2 separate regions of the Mus musculus genome follow, and region 2 is linked to region 1. The links are chromatin contacts, called in public HiChIP or PLAC-seq maps. All regions are on one chromosome and are shown on one strand. Each heading gives the region's core, a stretch centred on a gene start, on an enhancer-like site or on the middle of the called end of the contact. The rest is flanking DNA. Distances are from core to core; before and after follow the strand shown.

Region 1 (2,721 bases), core at 47-2,546:
TTCACGTGTGCACCGTCCCAACTGCCCATGCATGGAGAACAGCCTGCAATCATAGCATGTGAGTCCTGAGACAGGAGTCTTAGTGAGGGGAGGGGGGGATGGCAGAAGAGAGTGCCTGCATGTGAATGCAGACAGAGATCAGGGACAGGGAGACTTTCCTCAGGATGCTGCCCACCTTGCTTGTTAAAACAGTTACCTGACACTGGCCTGAAACAGTTCAGCAAAGCCGGGAGCTCCTGAGATCCATCATCCTCAACCTCGTAGCACAGGATTATAAATATGAACAGCCCTTCCCAGCATTTTACATGGGTTTTGTGGAATAACACTATCCTGTCTGAGCGATTTGCCAAGCTCCCATCTGTGGCTTCCGTGTAGGCACTTTCGTGTTCTGAGCTATATACACTTTGTTTCCTGACCCCACACCTCCCCCACTCTTGGTCTCTGGACTAGAGCTTAAGAATGTTTAAGAAGTGTTTCCTCCTGAGCGTCAGTCAAGATGTGTTTTGGAATTGTAAGCGGTCACTGGGTTACAGGGTATTTCCGGTGGATATTGCACCATCCCACCAGGTGGCTGGGGAACAGTACTCCATCATGAGACAGATTGCTGCTTCTGTAATAGGCCATGCAAATATTTACCCTGATCCAGTTCAAGTGAAGACCACAGATAGTATCACGCCATTTGGGCTTTGCTGCTGTGTGAGTTATGGCACACTTGAGGTAGGCTGAGCCTCCTGGATTTGGGGAAGCCACAGACTGCTGCTATTTAAGAGAGCATCCTTGCAAGAAGATGTTCATCTGGTCCCCCTCCACCAGCTGCTTCTGGGACAGCAGAGGGCGGTGGCCCATTTTTCCCTTGCTCCATTTCCTTACTGGTTTGCAACTTGGTAAACGGGCGTCTTGGCAGACCATTCCTGCAAAGGGGCCAACTGCCACACTAGCTGATCTCTTTACTCTCTGAAGCCAGAATAGTTGTCAGCCATCCAGCTCCCTGTGAACCGCACATGTCAGCTGATTCGGGAGACCTCCCGGAGGGTCTATTTTTAACTTAAACTGGTTTTAATTTCCATATGTATATATTAGATCCTACAGAGGGAAGGGGGATTCCAAATGAGGAAACATTGATTCTGAATAACAGGAGAGATGTGATTAACGCTTGGAAAACAGTGGAGAGCATGAATCACCCCCTCCATGTGGTGAGCACTGTGTTTTGTTTCAGTGGAAAGATGTACTGTGGATTAGAATGGAACACGAGGACCAGAGGAGATAAATCCTGCTAGAAACACATGATGCAGTCACATTCCACGTGCTTAATAAAGGGGGTGAAGCTGAAGGCAGACCTGAATTAAAGCAACCAGGCCCATACATGTGAGTGAATGCTCAAGGAATGTCCAGAGTGATAGGGAGGCATAAACCAGAACTACACCCTGGTCCATGGTCAGGGGAGGGAGAGAAGTCATGGCTTCTACATGAGGGCATGGGCTCTCATGCTGGCAACTCTGGTCACCCTTCCAGAGCTTTCTTCCTGCGGACAAAATCAAGGCAGTATTTAGTAAACCTAACTAAAACTATACTTTGAAGAAAGATGTTTAGTTAAGTGGAGTGGCAGGGAGGAAATTATGTAGATCACAAATCCAAGGAGGCCTCAGGATAGTAGAGAACTAGAGCTTCAAAGGTTTTGAAGCAGAATTCGGAGCTAGGTTAATGCAGACAGATACCTCTACAAACAAGCATAAATAAATAGAAATGTAATTATTTCCAAAATGCAAATATACACACACACACACACACATACACACATACACACACATATGTGTATGTGTGCATGTGTGTGTACATTGTATATGGTGTGTGTGTGTGTGTGTGTGTGTGTGTGTGTACATTGTATATGGTGTGTGTGTGTGTGTACATTGTATATGGTATGTGTGTGTGTGAATGATTTTAATAAAGTTACAGAGCAAACAGTAAAGATAGGTGTGGTCATGCACATTTGTCATCCTGGGACTCAGGAGGCTGAAGCAGGAGGATCTCAAGTTTGAGACAAATCTATAAAACGTGGCCAGACCCTGTCTTAAAGACAAATCAAGAGGTGAGGGCGGGAAGGTCCAACATACATTGGAGGAGTCAGATGCTTGCAAGCAATTTAATAATAAAGGAAGACAGGTTAAAGCAGATCTGTATTTACATTACAATTCATTGCAGTAGCAAAATTATAGTTCTGAAGTAACAACAAAATTATTTTCTGGTTGGGGGTTCACCACATCATGAGGATCTGTACTAAATGGTTGTAGCATTAAGATGGTTGAGAACCACCAGATGCCAAGCCCTGTTCAAAGCTGGTTAATATCCTATTACCATCAGAATTATCTTTTGAATGCATGTGCCTTTCTCCTCTACTCCAAAATACCATGTAATTTTGTCAAGTCTGCCACCTTCAGCGAATTGTCAGCAATGAGGGGACAGCTCGTGTTTTCCAAGAGAGTTCAGTGATCCTTGGACAGATATGATAGCACCCCAAATGTGACATTGACAGGACATAGCACCCACCTTCCTGCCCTACTCTTACAAATCATACTTTTTCATAATAACGTGATACAGTGTTACAGTAAAATGAAACAGGAGCCAGGGCTTCATAGACACAAGCTCTCAAAATGAGACTTGATATATCTACATCTGTATCTTGTTGCTTTGATTTCTGTTTCTGTCTTGGGTTCCTGAGCATTT
Region 2 (3,007 bases), core at 375-2,874, 310 kb after region 1:
TGGCAGGGGAGAGGAAGGTGCCTGTCTAGAGTGTTCTGGAAACTGCAAGGAGATCGGTGTGGCTGGATCAGACCAGGCAAGAGAGAGATAGGAGACAGAGAGGCATGGCAGGTCATGAAGAGCCTTGAAGGTGGCCATGACTTTGACCTTTCAACTAAGAAACAAAGCCCCAGATGTGCATGCAGTTAGGGATGACAGGCATGTTATGGCTCCTGTCATCATTGGTCCCCTCTGATGCACAGAGAATGGGGGTTGGGGGGGTGGGGGGGGACACCACAGTCACTCGGGAAGTAACAGAGCTCGGCTCAGAGCCAGTGTGGATAGAAGGATCAGAAGGGAGACAGAACCTCCCTGGATCTGGTAGTTTGGGTTTGAACAGGCTTCACTTGCTGAATTCCAGTCTCTCCATCACTTGCCTCTCTCCAGGTGAAACCCTAAAGCTCAGAACACTGCTTAACACCCATGCCAGGCTTTGGCCTTCAGCCTGGCTCCTCTCAACCTGCCTCCTTCTTTAGCATCCTGCCTCTACTCCAAAGCCACTGGAAATTTAAGTCTCTTAGAGTCTCTTATTACATAAGCATGAATATTATTAAATTTCCCCATAAACTCAAATTTTGTCTATTTAAAAAGACAATGAATCTTTCCTTTTGGAAATTGAAGTGGTTAGGATTAATGACCTCCCGTAAAGTTTTATCATCAATTATTACGCTTTATTGTGCCTCTTTCAGCCGCTTGCCACTCCACTCTGCCTTCTCTTCGTTCTCTTGTTTCTTGTGCCTAGGTTTTTTTTTTACTTTGCTGACCAAGACCTTGGGCCAGAAGGAGGTGAAATCAAACTGAAGCCAAATGCAAAGCTGTACTTCTGGCATTGGACAGATTTTAGACATGGACAGGGTTCATTGGCATTTATCCATCCTAGGTTAGTCATGTGGGCACGGTGAGTTCACAGTTCTTGAGAAATGAGCTGTGTCTAACATACTCTGAAAGCATCCCAATTTCAACAAAACACATTTACAGACTTCTTTGCTTTGTGGCATACGAATATAAGTCAGAGCACTCCCTCTTCTCTTCTCTTCTCTTCTCTTCTCTTCTCTTCTCTTCTCTTCTCTTCTCGTCTCGTCTCGTCTCGTCTCGTCTCGTCTCGTCTCGTCTCGTCTCTTCTCTTCTCTTCTCTTCTTTTCTTTTCTTTTTTCTTTTGAATTTGCATGTGCCTTTAGGACACAGTGGATTCCTAACTGTGACCTCTAAATATGCCAAGCACTTAGCTGTGACCCAGGTCCTCAGTCTCTGGCCAGCAATTGCCCCTTTGATCAGAATATCAGAGTTCCTTTCCCAATCCCTTCTCCGTGCTTTTGGGGTTTTACATCCAAGTTTTAACTGTGAGTTAGTCTCCTTCCAAACTTCTATCCCCAGTGGCCTTCTTGTGGTTGCCCCGATATTAAGAAACTGGGGTAAAATAACTGAGTAGCTGAGAAGTGATTCTCATGGAACTCGTGAGTGACAGAAACCCACTCAGACAGCTGAAGTCAGGGCCAGGCATGCACTGTATCCTACTCTCAGGACATCCAAGGCTGCAGGTGGCTTCAAAGCAGCTAGATCCAGCCTGAGGCTGTTTGTAGTCTTCTTTGGCTGAATTCCATTCCACCATCAATGGGATTTTTTTCCCTGTGTGGTCACAAACAGCATCCTCCTAGCCCTTGACTATCCAGGCAAGAACCTCTTCATCACCAGCTACGTCAGACTTTGCCCCGGGGAGACGGTTTGACAAACACCCATTCCTGAAGCCACTAGGTTCCATTTGTCCTGAAGTTCATTCCCCTGTGGGTGAAAAATGAGAACAGTTGGACTTGTCTCTTGCTATCCTCACTCAACAGGCAGGACTAGTACAAGAAGGGGGCGGGGCTTACTATGTAAATGTGTAGTTACCAGTCTCCATGGTTCTGCCAGGGTGTAGCTGTCTATGCAGCACTGGAATTTCATTAAACAGAACTTGGCATTTGGAGAGAGAGATCCCAATGTCTCTTTGCCATTGCGATTCCCTATGACAGAAACACCTACCACAAGTTGCCGCAGGTTGCTGGGTAGTAACATGGTCACTGACAGTCAATGCTGCCCATGGGGTTCCTGATCATTAGTTGGGAAGCAGTCCCTTTAAATTACTGAGATTCATCCACTTATGTACTTCTCTTCCATGCTAACAAAGAAAAGAGAGAAATGTCCCCAAGTGTTAATGTTCTATCTCTGGAATTGAGTTATTTTTCCAAGGCAATAAAATTTGAAGATTGCAATTAGTTAACCATTATGAAGACAGATCTTCAAATATTTCTCTCACTGTGGTGACATTTAAAATGCTTCCTGCTCCACCAAACAGCCCATTGGATTTTTCTCTGTATCTTTTCATAATGGCTAATTGCTAAGCAATTGATTGAATCCCCCTTTGTTCCTGTGTAATTTACTAAGTTGGCCAGAACAAGCGGCTTGACCATTTCTCGGCTTGCTCGTTTTGGTCACCTAGAGGGCAGGCTTTGGGCTAGAGATATGCTTATTTGGTTAAATTCTTGTAGACCGTCGATCTGACTATTTAATGTAGTGACTTAGGACAAAAGTTCAAAGGACACGCATATCTAAGTGTCCGCTGGGGAGTCTCTTAGCCTGCCTAAGCCTTGGGTTTGGACTTGGAAGATAGAAACAAGATTCTACCTCATACCGCTTAAGGAAGGGTCATAAGATGTGACTGCTTGTCAGGGCTCAGCCCCCTGTGTAAGCAACATAATCTATCACGTGAGTTGGCTTTTTAATAACATTTTTTATTCTTTGCATTTCATGCATTTATATAATGCACATTGACCATATATGTCACCTCCTGACAATACCCAGTAAGTGTCCCCATCCCAGTTCCCTACCAAAGTCATGCTAGGTACTCTTTTTATTTATTTCTTTCTATTGTTAAGAACCCCCTGAGTCAGGATCTGGAGAGGCGGCTCAGCAGTTGAGAGACACTTATTGT

What was found. HiChIP or PLAC-seq counts read pairs in DNA pulled down with a chosen protein or histone mark.
Region 2: an H3K27ac HiChIP or PLAC-seq map of stem cell-derived neural progenitor cells shows a contact between it and region 1, with 2.7 times the contacts expected there. The contact joins two enhancer-like sites. A contact is called at or near these places in 5 of 115 datasets of contacts at active chromatin or transcription factors (differentiating embryonic stem cells, embryonic stem cells, extraembryonic endoderm stem cells and 2 more) and 1 of 9 other capture datasets (embryonic stem cells).

The regions. Positions count from the first base shown.
Region 1 is chr8:118,517,710-118,520,430 of GRCm38.p6, forward strand. All of the region lies in intron 2 of Cdh13 (cadherin 13), which reads left to right. Among named protein-coding and RNA genes, the nearest start is that of Gm24035, 92 kb to the left of the region's middle. Within about 2 kb of position 1,297, at least 40 of the 459 cell types and tissues checked have an H3K27ac peak or open chromatin away from gene starts, as enhancers often do. A contact at or near this core is called in stem cell-derived neural progenitor cells, where this site is marked.
Region 2 is chr8:118,826,052-118,829,058 of GRCm38.p6, forward strand. All of the region lies in intron 4 of Cdh13 (cadherin 13), which reads left to right. Among named protein-coding and RNA genes, the nearest start is that of Gm31893, 230 kb to the right of the region's middle. Within about 2 kb of position 1,625, at least 6 of the 459 cell types and tissues checked have an H3K27ac peak or open chromatin away from gene starts, as enhancers often do. A contact at or near this core is called in stem cell-derived neural progenitor cells, where this site is marked.